Regions from separate parts of the Mus musculus genome. Here region 2 is linked to region 1. Evidence: chromatin contacts called from public Hi-C data. All regions are on one chromosome and are shown on one strand. Each heading gives the region's core, a stretch centred on a gene start, on an enhancer-like site or on the middle of the called end of the contact. The rest is flanking DNA. Distances are from core to core; before and after follow the strand shown. Region 1 has its middle 14 kb from the start of 4932438H23Rik. Region 2 overlaps Gm41492 (a long non-coding RNA gene).

Evidence for each region. Hi-C and Micro-C count contacts between places; a contact is called where the count stands out from the background.
Region 2: a contact with region 1 is called in a Hi-C map of neural progenitor cells, with 6 times the contacts expected there. The contact joins two enhancer-like sites. A contact is called at or near these places in 4 of 39 promoter capture datasets (cranial neural crest, embryonic stem cells, liver and 1 more), 62 of 484 Hi-C or Micro-C datasets (the C10 cell line, the G1E-ER4 cell line, the HL-1 cell line and 26 more), 2 of 115 datasets of contacts at active chromatin or transcription factors (embryonic forebrain and embryonic stem cells) and 1 of 9 other capture datasets (pancreatic islet).

The regions. Positions count from the first base shown.
Region 1 is chr16:91,079,072-91,086,838 of GRCm38.p6, forward strand. It overlaps a transcript of 4932438H23Rik not described here. Among named protein-coding and RNA genes, the nearest start is that of 4932438H23Rik, 14 kb to the left of the region's middle. Within about 2 kb of position 2,595, at least 8 of the 459 cell types and tissues checked have an H3K27ac peak or open chromatin away from gene starts, as enhancers often do. A contact at or near this core is called in neural progenitor cells, where this site is marked.
Region 2 is chr16:91,157,037-91,164,803 of GRCm38.p6, forward strand. All of the region lies in intron 1 of Gm41492 (a long non-coding RNA gene), which reads right to left. Among named protein-coding and RNA genes, the nearest start is that of Gm41492, 40 kb to the right of the region's middle. Within about 2 kb of position 3,860, at least 8 of the 459 cell types and tissues checked have an H3K27ac peak or open chromatin away from gene starts, as enhancers often do. A contact at or near this core is called in neural progenitor cells, where this site is marked.

The DNA.
Region 1 (7,767 bases), core at 1,345-3,844:
GTAGAGCTGTGTTCAAGGAGAAGAAGAGAGTTAGGGAGCAGTGATCTCAGAGCAAGAGCCCACCCAGCTAAGCTTATTGTTTGTATTTGCAGTTGAACAAGGAAGAGTTTGGATTTTTAATCTGGAATGAACTACAATTCAGAAGAATAGAGGGCATCCCTGTGAATCCAGATCTTGAGGAACAGTAGACAACAGAAGCTTAGGCCCAGGCGAGGTGGTACACACCTTTAATCCCAGCATTCAGGAGACAACGCCAAGCAGATCTCTGAGATCAAGGCCACCCTGCAACAGAGCAAGCCCTAGGTGAAGAAAAAGCTTAAAATCCAGGCCTGGTGGTACACACCTTTAATCAGGACACGAAGCAGTGCAGATCTCTGAAGTCAAGGCCAAGTTCCAGGACAGCCAAGCTAAGGCAGTGAAGGAGTTGGAAAACAGAAAGCTAGTGACAGTGTAATAGAACAAGGGGGACATGCTCCCATCCTAGCACGCAGCAGGACTCGGCAGCTTCAGCTGCATAGCTCTGGCTTTAGATTAAATACAAAAGTCAGGACAATTGATGCTGGTTAGCTGGACCTAAGAAATTGTCGGTGATTAAGAAGAAACCACTGAGGTGAAGTCTTCTGGGAAGTGCGTTCTGAGAGCACAGAGAAACTGTGATCCAGAGATGGCCAAGGTTGTATCTCATGCTGCGGCTGGACTTGGTCATGTGTAAGAGTCACCCAGGTGGTGCTGGTTTAGAAGGCATGAAGGGGTCACGCAGAGCAGCTGAGGCTCGGCACTGTAAGAGGCTATGGAAGGCCATTGGTGAGGGTGCAGCCTCAGTTGCAGTTGACAGCCCAGGACTGAAGGGGTCATGCAAAGGAGTTGAGTCTTGGCACCATGAAGAGAGCCTATTGGTGAAGCCTAGTTTCAGTGGAAGACCCCAGCATATTGGCAATGCTAGTGTCATGGGATGATCACTAAGAACAGCAGCGACAATGGAGTGGAGTCAACCAGAGCCTAGAAGGCTACAGAGGGCAGGGCTGGAGAAGTGAAGCAGGCCCTTTGGAGGAACCCAGAAGATCATGTGTGGATCCCAGACACTGGAACAAGAAGCTGTAAAGTTGAAGTTGCCTCGGAGACCCCAAGATGTTCAAGATGCCAGAGCCTGATGAGCTGGCTACCTGCTGAGGAAAGCTGCTAACAGCGAGTGGAAACAGCCCAAGGGAAAGAAGTGTGCTGCAGTCAACACAGATGAAAAAGAAGTTGGAGATGTGAAGGCCGCTTTGACATCAGACAGGGAGAGGCAGAACTGGAGTTTGCCAGGCTGTTTTGTTTGGTCTTGATTGGTCCAGTATTTCCTCACTATGATGTTTTGGAATGGCAATGTATATCCTGAATGATGTTGGAGGTATGTGATTTGCCGTTTGATTTTGACTTTATAGGGGATTACAGTTAAGTGATTGACTCTCAGGACAGATTTGAACTTTGGACTTTTAGCATTGTTGAGACCACTATAGACTGTAGGGACTTTTGAAGTTGGACTAAATGTACTTTGCACTATGGAATGTTTAGGTATGGCCCCATAGAGTCGTGTATTTTAACAAGCCTATGGGGGTTAGGGAGTGGAATGGGTGGTATGAATATGCTTGGCCCAGGGAGTGGCACTATTAGGAGGTGTGGCCTTGTTGGAGTGGGTGTGGCCTTGTTGAAGGAAGTGTGTCATTGTGTGTGTGTGTGTGTGTGTGTGTGTATGTGTGTGTTGGGGGGTGAGCTTTGAGACCCTTCTCCTAGCCACGTGAGAGCCAGTCTTCTCCTGTTTGCTTTTGGAACAAGATGTAGAACTCTCAGCTCCTGCACCATGCCTGCCTAGACGCTGCCATGCTCCTGCCTTGATGATAACGGATTGACCCTCTGAACCTGTAAGCCAGTCCCAATTACATGTTGCCTAAGAGTTGCCTTGGCCATGGTGTCTTTTCACAGTGAAGCCCTAATGAAGACGCCCAGTTAAAGCATTCCACTGCTTTCCAAAGTCCCCAAATGCACATTTCCTCCAATAAACAGTTGGCCTGTCACGCAATACCCCAGTCCCTGGTACCAACTTCTGTCTTAGTTGGGGTTTTATTGCTGTGAAGAGACACCATGACCAAGGCAACTCTTATAAGGGACAACATTTAATTGAGGCTGGCTTACAGGTTTGGAGGTTCAGTCCATTATCATCATGGCAGGAAGCCTGGCAGTGTGCAGGCAGACATGATGCTGGAGGAGCCAAGAGTTCTACATCTTGGTCCTAAGGCAATCAAAAGGAGACTGGCTTCTCTGCCTAGCTTAGGTTTTAAAAAATTCTCATAGGAGATTAGTCCAGTTACAATTTCTTAGGTTCATTGAGATGAAAGCTTTGAAGTAGAAAGAAGATATGCCTTTCCTAGAAAAGCCCAAATGTAATTCAGAGAGAGAGAGCGCGAGAGAGAGAGCAAGCGAGAGAGAGAGAGAGAGAGAGAGAGAGAGAGAGAGAGAGAGAGAGAGAGAGAGAGAGAGAGAGAGAGATATCAGCCTCGAGAATAGAAGTAGTCGAAGTGCTGCTTTCTCCCACTAGATGGCAGTATTTCTCTGCGAACCAAACCTGCCCGTGCAGGCTCCCTGGCAAAATGGCAGGCAGGCTCTCTAGAAAGAGATGCAGGGCACCTGACAGATGCTTCCACCCAAGAAGCCAAATGAGAAACTGTGTTGGTCCCCGAGCCTCGTGACTGAGATACAACTAGGGAAGCTGAGAGTGGCCATAAGTAGAGGATAAAATTTTAAACGAGAGTAACTCAGTGAACGTTCCTGGGAGCAGGTGCCCTTCGGAGGGAAGGTGCCTTCTAACTTCCTAAGAAGGAAAGAAAGTGGTGCTTTCATTCCTTCTTTCTTCATGCATTCACCTTGAACAGTCTGGAATGTGATGGACATGCATCGTTGTTGCAGGTTTGAGAGAGATTTAGTGAGGACTCACTGTTCACCTCTCAGTGGTCTTACTGCCATCTAGCCTCTCCTTTAAACACACAAATGGAGGAGAGGAAGAATCGAGTTTTGCACAGCATCCCTTTGGCAAGGCCACCTTCATCACTCAGAATCTATGGAGACAGCACTACTTTCCGAAGAGTGCTGGGATCTTGCTGTGTATGTGTGTGTATACATATACATATACACACATACATACATAGGTGGTCTCACTGTGTGACACTGGCTGTCACCATATAGACCACCAGGCTGGCCTGAAACCTAGAGATCTGCCCACCTCTGCTTCCAAGTGTTGGAACTACAGGCGCCTGCCACCACAGCCAGCCAATGTATAATCATCCTATCACAACAAAAATGGCATTTAGAAGTGAAAATGTTAGGCTGGGCGTGTTGGCAAACACCTTTAACCCCAGCATTCGGGAGGCAGAAGCAGGCAGATTTCTGAGTTCGAGGCCAGCCTGGTCTACAAAGTGAGTTCCAGGACAGCCAGGGCTACACAGAGAAACCCTGTCTCAAAAAACCAAAAAAAAAAGTGAAACTGTTTCATGTGGTTGTTAGTTTTCTGAATTAATCCATAACATTGTTGTCTGTTTCATTATTTTCATTTATTACTCTGATAATCTACGGTTATTGGAAAAGTATGAAAAATATAACTTCCAATTCCATGTCCCAGATACAACTACTAACTAACATTTTAGCACTATTTTTTTCTCAGTATGAAAAATTAGTCATAATTATTAGTTAGTTATCAGGAACATTTCTGCTTCATCAATAACTGTATTCAAATCAGTAAGCCCTGGAGTGAAACTGCCTGGTTTGATTTCTGTCTCTAACATTGAACTTGGTTTTGTTTTTTTTTGTTTTTTTGTTTTTTTGTTTTTTTTTTTTTGGAGACAGGGTTTCTCTGTATCTCGAACTTGGTTCTTTTGCTTGCTTTATATCACAAAGTCTGCCTGTGTAGCCCAGGCTGGCTTCAAATTCCTGATCCTCCTGCCTCAGCTGCCCAAGAGCATGCTTCTTTTATCTGTACAGCAGAAGTACAGTAATAAACCCCTACCTCATAGCCATAGGGAGCTCACATCTCCTATGTGTCTGCTACAATGCCAAGCACATAGGAAATGCCTTGGAGGTGTGGCTCCATGATAAAACCCTGTTTAGCATTCACAAGACCTGAGGTTCGAGATCCCCAGCACCACAGAGAGAAAAAAAAAAAAGCCCCACAGATATTAGTTTTTCTGTTGTCATCCTATCAATCAAACACTTCCCCCTACTATGAACTCATTTGTTCTCACAGAATTTGGAAAATATGAAGAAATAAAGCCAAGAGAACATGGGGGCTGGAGAGATGCCTCTGTGGATGAATTGGTTACTGTGTAGGAAGGAGGACTTGAATTCAGACTCCCAGCACCCACCTAAAAGCTGGCATAACAGCCGGAGCCAGTACTGAGGGGCAGAGGCGGGAGGGCCCTGCTGGGTCTCAAGTCAGCACACTGCTTTGGGTTCAGTGAAAAGACCTCTTTCAAAAGATGATGTGGAGATGCAAATAAGGGAAGACGTTCTGACATCAACCTCTGGCCAGAACAAGGGAGTGTGTTAAATAATAATCTAAGAAGTCAGTCTGGGCACAGTGCTGCATGCCTACAAACCCAGCCCCTTGACAGGCAGAGGCGGGGGGGGGGGGCATGAGCTTGAGGTCCATGTGTACGATGTAGTGAGTCCTCATCTCAGAAACTACACAGCAGTAAACAACATCCAAACACAACCACGTGCAATGTCACTACCGAAGAGGACGTCACAACCCAGAAATGGTCTGATTTGGGAGTAATGCTTTTTAAAAATTGAACTATGTGGGGTCGTGCGACATAGCTTTTTAAAAAGGATTGGTTACACACACACACACACACACACACACACACACACACACAAACATACTGTTGTTGTCTTCAGACATACCAGAAGAGGGCATCAGATCCCATTACAGATGGTTGTGAGCCACCATGTGGTTGCTGAGAATTGAACTTAGGACCTCTGGAAGAGCAGCCAGTGCTCTTAACCTCTGAACCATCTCTCTAGCCCATCGCTATATGTTAAAACGTGATTTTTATCAACCAAAAGATAATTAATTGCATGAATATTTTGTAATTTTTTTCCTCACCAGATTTTTAACAGAAAATGACATTTGGGGTCCTCAGGAGGGTCCCCATCAATTCACATAAATAAGAGGACTTTGTAATTGGGACGGATGGGTACAGAAGGTGAAGCTAATAATTAAGAAGTTAAATAAACAAGGATGGGTGGTCAGGAGCACGAAGACTGTGGGGGAAATGATGGCCGTGTTCTAGGAGAGGCTATGGTGTGGGCAGTTCCAGGCACATCCCTCTGAAAAGCCATTTCCACTCCAGCTCTGTGAGAGCTGCAGTTACTCAGAAGGAACGAGAAGTCCCTCCGTCTGCTGCATGCTTGTGGTCGCTTCGAATTTTCCCATTTCCTCTCTGTGCCTTAGCTGTACCAGTTAGGAAATCCTAGAGAAGCAACTGGTTTTAGTTCACAGCAAGGAGGGGCCACTGCCCCAGGAGATGGATCTGGGGTCTGGTGCTCCCCAGTACCCACCAGGCAAACCCCAGCAGTCCCAGTCCTGAACCTAAGCCTCAGGGACAAAAACTGAAGGCCAAAGGGCTTGGCACTAACTCCTGGAGGGCCCTGGGGATGCGGTTAGACTTGGTTTAAGAGTGAGTGAGTAGCTACGTCCCATCCCTGTCCCCATGATTTTGCGGTTGAGCCATAACTGCAGGCAGCCAGAGCTTATGTAAGAGAAAAGGCTTGACTGGCTAACAGAAGGACAGGTAGTCAGACAGGAAGGTATTTAGGCACGTGCATACCCGATCAAAGATCTGTCAGGAGTAGGGGAGATGGGTCTAGCAGCGAGGCAAATTATCACCTCGTTTACCTATTGCATGTTCTTCAGCGCCTTCACAGCTCTAGAGCTGGACCGGAAAGCCAAGTCCCCTCTTGGCAGATGGGTAGAAAGGGCTCCATGCCAAATGATCTGAGCGAACCTGGCAGAGCCCGATGCTGGCAAGAGAGATTGCCCTTCGGGCTCTGATTTCTCCCTAGAGGGCTCGGGGGCGCTCTCGTGTTTGAGCTTTGTTGCCAGTGTGGCATTATGCCCCAATGAAATCAATATGGCTGCAATTACACACAGGCGCTCCCACCTTTCCCTCCCACCCCCCACAGAGCCCCAGCAACCAGCCCCACACGCCCACCCTGCAGACTGCAGAGTGGCATGCCCATGCTCAGCCCAGCTTCCTCTTGACAGGCTGTTGTTATTTTCTATGTGATACGATGGTGCTTGAAGTATGAGGAAAGATGTTTGGATTGTAAACAATCAGTTGCTTCCAAGTGCGCCACATGTTTCTTAGCGTCTCACTGCTCCTGGTAGGCTTCGGGGCTGGCCTCTCCTGTCTCCGCACATGCTCTCCTGGCGGTAGCTGGAAATGTATGAGTCTGCTTTAAAGCTGTCCTCGTATCCTCGTCCTGGTGCAAACATGTCGAAATCCTTCCCTGTCCTGTTTACCTGTTTACTGGAAGCTAATCACGCTCGAACAGGGTGATGTGCACACTGTAGCTTGCTCTGCTAATGAAGCAACTAGCGGAACCAACTGGCCTCGACGTGCCTCAGAATCAGACTGAGAAACGGCAGGGCTCTTGTGCTGCAGAGGATTTGAGAAATACCAGAGAGAGAGAGAGAGAGAGAGAGAGAGAGGGAGAGAGAGAGAGAGAGCGAGAGAGAGAGCGCAAAACTCGGGGCGTGGGGAAGGGGGCAAGGGGAAATAAGATTTAAAACCGGGACTGTAAACATATTCCAAATTCCTTCACTGTTGTTTCCTCTTTGTAAGATGCGGAGAGCGCATCTCATCGCACAGAGATAAGTAAGGATTCAAAGGCATCTTTTGGAAACCTGAGCTTGGAGGTGGAGGGCTGCCTGCAACTCATGCAGAGGATTTGGGTTTGGTTCCTAGAATCCTCATGCCAGCTCACAACTGCTCATAACTTTAATCACAGAGGATCTGACACTCTCTTTGACTTCTGGGGGACCTGCACTGCGCATAGTATGCAGACACACATAGATGCATATAAAATAAAACAAAAAAATCCTCATGGAACTATTTTGAAAAAGCTCCAAATTACACTGCTATTAAGTGTCTATTTAGAATCATAACTCAAAAATGACCTTCTTATTACTATATTGAAATAAGTATCAACAACAAAACATATTCTGTTTGCCTGGGAGATTCCCGATCATAGGATATCGCAGCATATTTTGAGAAGATCATAAACTAAGGTGAAACTGTGTGAGTGTATGAAACTCCTTTTAAATAAGTCGTACGTTTTAAAAAAATTCTCTGACAATTTCATATAGTGTATTTTGATAACTTACACACACACACACACACACACACACACACAACTTTACCCTCTCTCATTCCATCCACACACATTCTTTTTTCCAGAAGGTTCCTCTCCTGGTTTTGTGTCTTTTTTTTGCTCGTTTGCTTTGCTGCTTTTATTTTTTGGTGACCCATGGAAATCAATCAGGGTTGGGTGTGTGAAGCCTGGACGAAGCAAGTGACCAGTGACCATTCTGCTAAGGAAAGCCAAGAGTTCTTCAAGGAGAGGAGGGCCCAGGAGCCGCCCCACCCATCTTGTGCAGCTCTTCAGCAGGAAACCCAGCTGCTGGGAGCAGATAATGGCAACCGCCACACCCTAACTAGAAGCCAGCATTTCCCA
Region 2 (7,767 bases), core at 2,610-5,109, 79 kb after region 1:
TCTTTAAAGAAGCTATTAAGATAAAATGGGCACACACAGGAAGGCTCAAGTCACCCCCGTCTTTGTAAGATGGGGAGGGGAGATTAGGTTGCAGTCCTTTTGGGGAGGCACAGGGGTAAGATGTCATCTACAGGCCAAGGACAGAGAGGCCTCCCGAGATATCAACCACCCCAGTGGGAAAGCCAATCTCAGCCTTCCTGCCTCTGGAATGATGAGAGAAAGACATTCTGTTGCTTAAGCCCTAGCTGACTAACACAGCCTGTGTTTGAACAATGAGCCAAGCAAGGCTTAGCCAGGTTAAGTAACTGACCGTGGCGCACAGCTCGGGAGTTGCTCATCTTGGGCCGAGGTCTGATTTCTCTGTTGCCAAAGCCCCGTGTTTAACTTTTAACTCCTGAGAGTGGAGCCAGGAGGGGCTCCCAACGGTCTGAATTCCTTACTTTTCTGTTGATGCGAACAGATAACCGACAGGAAGCAACTTCAGGAGAGAAAGACTTATCTGGATACAGTGAGGGAGCTGTCCATCATGGTGTGGAGAGTCATGGCAGCAGAGAGAAGCACAGCTGGCTCGTTGCATCCACAGGCAGGAAGCAGAGAGGTGAGCACTGGAGCCCAGCTTGCTTTCTCTGTTTCATTCAGTCCATGGCCTTGGTCCACGCCACTCACATCAAGGTTGGGTCTTCTCTCCCTCACTTAAGCCTGGAAACACCCAGGTGTAGATACACCCAGAGGTGTATTCCCATTGATAATTAAGGTTAATCATCACACACTCTTCTGTCAAGAGTTTCTGTATAAGTTTCATGATGCCTTCAGATATGGGGCAGGAGTTGGATCAATGCTAGTCTTCAGTGCCCAACCAGAGCACTGATGCAATGACTAGCCCTCAAGGCTGGGGACTTACATAGCATGTGGCTTGACTCGGGGCTTATTCTAGTTTCATTCTGATACTGTGATAAAACACTCTGATCAGAGCAACTCAGGGGAGGAAGCAGTTAGCTGGCTTATGCTGTTGGGTCACATCCCATCATTGAGGGAAAGTCAAGGAGGAATTTGAAGGAGATACCATAGAGGAATGCTGTTTGTTGGTTCTCACACTGCCTAACTCAGACTCATGTTCAGCTAGCTTCCTTATATAGCCTAGGACCACCTGCCCAGAGAACAGTGCTGCCTACAGTGGGCTGGGCCCTCCAATGTGAATTAACAATCAAGATGATCCCTTGCAAACATGACCACAGGCCAGGCCAAGAAAGACAATTTCTCAACTGAGGCTTTTCTCTCCGTTTATTCTGTACTGATACTTAATGCTTAGCAGGTCAGTGGTCAACACAGGCTTGTCAAACAGACTGACAAGGAAATACTTTTCAAATGCACTTAGCAAATTTAAGTGCCCTTCTAGGACTAGCTAAGAGCTCCCTAGGGGTGGACTCTTGAAATCTTCAGTTTTCTGTAGATTCTCAAGGTGACAACAATGTATAATCAAATTATTTCTTCTGAATCCAAATATTCCTCCTTAGAAAGAAGAGGGATGCTCATGAGACTCAGGAAATACAGGAAACTTGCAAGGCTAAGGAAGCTCCTGAAACTTACAAGATTTACAAAGATTCTGCCCAGATTTATCTCTGGCAGCTACCTACAACCTGTGCAGGGAACTTGAGGGATCCATTTCTTTAAGTTGTCATCCATTGTGCAGGCTTTTCAGCGATGGAGCTACCTTTGAGTCAACCATTCTCCTTTAAGTAATACCTCATCCATGCTTCCTTGGGTAGTCCAAAACAAAAAACAAAACAAAACAAAGCAAAAACCCAAAACACAAAAAAACAAAACCACTGACTCACCAAGATAGACTTGGGTGGAACAGTCTCTTCTTTGATCTGTTACTGGTATCTAGAATGAGTAGGTATTTATCTCCATCTTCCTAGGAAGAGTTGCTCAGTAGGCACATTTGTTACAATCTTTACAATTGTCCCTCCAGTGTAGTAATGTAGTAATGCCTGTGTAGACTACAGCTCTTAGTAAGTAACATGCCTCCATGGCCTCTACAATAGCTCCTGCCTCCAGGTTCCTGCCATGTTTGGGTTCCTGTCCTGATGTCCTTCAATGATGTGGAATTGTAGGCCAAATAAAGCTTTTCCTCTGCAACTTGCTTTGTGTTCCTTCACAGCAACAGAAACCCCCATGAGACAGGGCTCCTCATGACAGCTGATTCTTCTCCGGCGTTCTTGTATCACCACACAGAAGAATGGAATGGTCACAATATGGGTTGGGCAAACCAACAAGAAGAACTTTAGGCACAACAGATTGTAATTTGAATGAAAAGTGCAAGCTCTGAACTCTCAGTAGTTGCAGGGATTACCATCAACAGGATAGGGTTAGTAGTGTTACAACTTTGAACACATGACGGGTTCAGGATGCCAAATTTGAAGGGGCTGTCAATGTGTGTTAGAGTTCTGTGCTCTCTGGGTAATGGTGGTGGTGTTATGCTAACTGAGATCAGGCCTTTAAAGAACAAGTCTGTAGAGAACAGGTTATGGACAAAGCGCAGGTCACCCTCCTCCAATTTGTATCTCCACTCTTGACAGAGTCCTCCTCTTTAGGAGCGTTAGAATCTAGGAGGAGAGCTGTTCCTTCGGAAGACTTGCCAAGTGCTGCAAAAAAGACACAGCATATTTCATTTGGATCTTGCGTATCTTAGTATCCTCATATATCATTGAGCTAGACAGGCCTTATACAATTGTTATCAGTAGTATCATCATCAATACAAGAAGCACTGCGGCAATGAATGGGGAGATCTTACCCCCCCACACCCCCCATGGCACATCAAGACATACTTGCCAGTGACTAGAAACATCTTTAGTTGTGACAGAATGTGCTCTCAGCATCCGGTAGGCCAGGAACCTTATGGATATCCCACGCTGCCAGACCGTGGCCCACAGGAAAGGATGATCAACTGCACGTGTGAAGTCATTGAAGTCCTGAAGGTACCCAGGTTAGTTGGATCTTATCTTCTTCCTTTTTCTGAGAATGGGATGTGTCCTGGCTGGTTTTGTGTCAACTTGACACAAGCTAGAGTCCTCAGAGAGGAAGGAGCCTCAGTTGAGAAAATGCCTCCATGAGATCCAGCTATAGGGCGTACCCAATGGGGTACGGTCCCGCCCATAGTAGGCGGTGCCCTGGCTGGGCTGGTGGTCCTGGGTTATATGAGTAAGCAAGGAGTAGCAAGCCAGTAAGCAGCACCCCTCCATGGCCTCTGCATCAGCTCCTGCCTCCAGGATCCTGTTCTGTTTGAGTTCCTGTCCTGACTTCCTTCAGTGATGAACAGCAATGAAGAAGTGTAAATTGAATGAACCCTTTCCTCCCCAACTTGCTTTTTGGCCATGGTGTTTTGTCAATGAAATAGAATTCCTAACTAAGACAGGGTTAGCATGTACAGAAAGCCTGGGAGCCTGTGTTGACGCTGATATGAAATTTGAGGTCACACCCAAAATCCCACACTCCTTGGGTAAAAAGTGTGTAAGAGGCAGGTGGATTTCTGTGACTTTGAGGCCAGACTGGTCTACAAAGTGAGTTCCAGGCCAGCCATGGCTACACAGAGAAACACTGACTTGGAAAACCATAAGGAGAGAGAGGTGGGGGGGGGGGCGAATAAGGTGAGCAGCTGGAAGCAGGAAAGAAACTAAAGTTAGGCTCAGAATTGCTGCCTCTGCCGCTCTTGCCAACCCTGAAGACACAAAAGAGCCGCCAAAAAGACCTTGCAAGTTTCTAGGTTAAGAAACTGTCAGGCCCCCTGAGCACTTTTCCCAATCCTGAGCATTCGCTGCCATGACTGGGGGACACCAGAGGGCGCTCAAGAAAGGAAGAAGTGGCCCTTTGACCACCAAGGTTTTCGGTCTCTATGTAGTCCCAGGGGCCAGGGGGACAGATAGTTCAGCCATCACGAGCCAGCACCGATTCCTCCCAATTCTCTGCTCAGAGAGGCTCAATAAAACTTCCCGGGATTGTGGTTAAACAGACCTTTGCTGGCTGGCTGAAGGGGACCTATAGCTCTGTACCTTCATGTTATGAATCCTTCCTAACTGAGAGGGAGATTTTGATCTGAAAGCAAGCCTTGTAAAGTTGAGATGTTGCTAAAGGCAAGGCTCAGGATAGACCCTTTTGTAGCATGGTTAAAATTACAGGGGTTGGAAGCTGGTTGGCCCAAAAGGTAGATTCTACTATGGTCATAGTTGTTGACTGGTAACAACCAAGAATGAACAGGGATTCATGTTTACCTGTAGATTTTGGTGGACCAGACAGATAGTGAGTTAATTTCCTTAGGTGTGCACCAGTATGCCAACAAAGCACTGAAAACCAGCTGGATTAAACAAGCCCGTTGTCTGTCTATTAGTTCTGGGAGCTAGAAATCTAGGATCAAGGTAGGCTGCATTACAGTTTCCTTTCACTGAAACATTCCCTTCAGTGTGGAGAAAGAGGATCGTGAGATTCAGGGATCACAGAGGTGGAGAGGGTAAACCTGCCATCTGGCCGAGAGGGTTAAAGCTTGCAAGATGTTTGAAAGTGCCTCCTCGGCTTTGTAGACACAGTGAACAACTGCTGGTGGGGGAGGGCTGGGTGGGGTGGGGTGGGGTGAGAGTAGAGCAGACCAGCCAGTTGTCAGGAGTCTCTCCAACTGTTAGGCTGCCTACAAGGCATGTGGAGAGCGCCAGGGCTGCAGTTTTCCTGAGTCATCCCCTGTGTTGCCTCGGGCTTTGTGGAGAAGGGGTTGCCTTTCTGAGTCACGATTGCTCCTGTCCGTAACCCATATTCCCTTCACTGGTTCGCCTCACTAGACTGTGGTGCAACCATTTCTTTGATCTATCAAGGGTTCCCTTTCTGGGGTGAGCAGAAGTGTATTGCATCCCCCCATGAAAAGTCTCTAGCGCAATAAATCAGCTCCAGAAATTTGGGGGACCATCTCTCCCAGCTTCTGATGTTGCTGGTCATCCTTAGCATGGCTTGGCTTGTAGGCCCATTATCTAAGCCTCTGTTTGTATCTTCATGTGGGTTCTCCTTGTGTACATGTCTGTCTCTCCCTGTCTCTGTCTCTCTCCCTCTTGCTGTCTCCCTCTCTTTCAGAAGGAATTAAAGCCATGGCCTGGCCCATCTTAGAGTATCTTAGTCAGTTCTCTAACATGGGTCTCCATCCCCAGCCCCTCAAGTTCCCCTCTTGGCTTCTTGACATTACATCACAGGGCCTTTAGCACAAGGGTGCTTAACACTGTCTCCAGAGAACACCTCCCAGGAGGTAGGAGTAGTCATTTCAGCCAGGGAAAACTGAGTCTGTCTTGGAGAGTGGGAGATGAACATTGATTATTGATTATTCTTTCCCAGAGGCCATTAGCACTGCTTCTTGGCACTTTGGACTCACTCTGGTGCCAGTTGCAATAAATGAAAACCATATTTAACTTAAAAAGTGAAGCTCACAACGGTATCGTATTGCACAATGGAGCTGCAGTGGGGCAGGGGGGCAGCTACTGTTTCAAGATGACTTGAGAATTCAATACAACGTGGGGCTGTGTGGTTACATGCTTTGAAAGGCACCTCACAGATGGGTTTCATAATTGAGAAATGTATTTGTTCTTTGTTGCTGTGTAAAAATAACATGACTCAAATTTTGGAGTTGGATGCCTTCCTGGAATGGTTTCCCTCCACCTTACAACACTTAGGGGGCTGCACGGCCACAGCGTCGGGTGGGTGGTGGGGTTATAAGTGCAAGCCTTTGGACACACCACAGGGAAAAGCTAAAGGAGTTTGCAAACAGATGCTGAAGAAGACAAGGGATATCTCGAGCCAGCACCCTGAGGCCTGCGTGGTGTCCAGCAAGGTAGCAAGGGGGAGAAATGATGGAGTCATTCTTGGAGTCAAGCAAGCAGGGCTTCACGAAGCAGGGATGTCACAGGGATTATAGCTCAAGGTAGTTCCCTGCTCCGAGGACACTGGGGGGCAGGGAGCGGGATCCCAGGGACATCCCTGCTTTGACTTTCTAGAACATTCTAAGATCTCTAGCTCCCAGTAAAAACAAATAAGGTACTCTTAAAAGGAGTACTCTGTCCAAGTACCAAAGACTAGGACTTCCTACTGCTCCCAGGAACAGGACCTTCTCACAGCCCTTGCTCTGAATCTGCCCCTTCAGGGTCATTTTTCAACATTAGAACATTGTTCAGCCTTCCCATGTTCCTTGGATTGTGGAACTAAAGGAATCTTGTGGGTGTCTTAAGTCCTCCAAAGATACATGCTCTGAGGTTTTATTCTGGGACGGGGAAGACATCAGTTCTGGTTTTCCTGCCCCTTGAGTAATAACATGCAAACAACCATGTTCCTAACAGACTGTAGGTCATGGGGCTTGCCAGTGACTTGTGGTGGCTTAGAGAGAGAGCTTCCCCTCACCCCCTGCCCCCTGCCCCCCCCCCCAGACACTGCCGGTCCAGCGAGCTGCAGCTGAATGTTCGCAAACTCTAGCCAGGTGCAGACTCAGACTGTAGTAGCTCTTGCAGAGTTCCTGGTTCCCCAGCACTTGAAGGAGACCTAGAAGATACTTTCTTACAAGCTCTGCCACCGTGGTGGCCGCGGCACCACCACAGCTGCAGCTACTACTGGGATCTCAGAAGTAAGGCTTTGCTTCTGGACTCCGGGAATAAGGATCAGGAAGATGGAGAGATGTGGTTTAACGGTTCCCAGACACTTCCCACCGAAGGTCTTACAACTATTAAGCAAACTTGAAGACTAACTTGGTCCAGGCTTAGCTATCCCAAGATCAAGACTGGTGTCCAGGGAAGGCTAGTGTCTTGTGGAAGAACTCTATGCCCAAATGGTCTAAAAGTGGATAGCTGTGTCACCGGAGACTCGGAAGATAACTCAGTTTCCAGATGGTTTAGCTGAGGGACACCCTCCAGGAGGTGCCCGGCTTTGTGACAGACATATCAGTGAGTGGGAGCTGGTGGATCTCTGGGGTCAGGAGCTGATGGGTGATGGGAGATAAGACTGTAACCAGCCATGTTGGCATGTGTGCCCCCTGCAGGCTGAGCCCTGGGAACATGGGATCTGCCCTCCTCTCCCCTCTCCCAGAAGCAGGGTTCTGAATAATACTTAAGTGACAAATTCATTTAAAAACACAAAACCACACAGGCAGAGCTCTCTGGTTAAAGTGGGGGGGGCTGTTATGGGAGGAGCCTGGAGGTGGGGGAGGACAGAGAGACTGGTGTCCTTGACATCTTTCTCACATGGCTTTCTCATGACCTAGTAGTTTTCCTATAATACTTCTGTGGAACCCCTGTGGAACCCCAAGGTTCAACAGAGTGACCCTTTCCTTCATTTCTGAATCTATAAACACATTCTGGGATGCCCCAAGGAGGAAACCTTTAAAACTCACAACGGCCCACAGTATACTGACTGCCTTCAAAACAACAGAAACTGTCTAGGAAAAACTAGGTCATCAGTTTTTGTTGACCATGCGTATGTCTGGAGCATCCGACAGCACTCAGGGTATGTGTCGAGTTTGCAGTCCTAACTGACTCCTAGAGGCCTTCCCAGATGGTGCAAACTGTGGGTCTCCAGAGAAATTCAATGTGAGTGTGTGTGCATGTGTGTGCATGCATATGTGTGTGCACGTGAGAGAGAGAGAGAGTGTGTGTACATGTTCAGAAAGGATGACAGTGGTTCCTTTGGGCAACCAAGCCATCACACACACTGTGTTTCATTAGCGGGAAACTGAATAGCAACATGCTTAAGAGG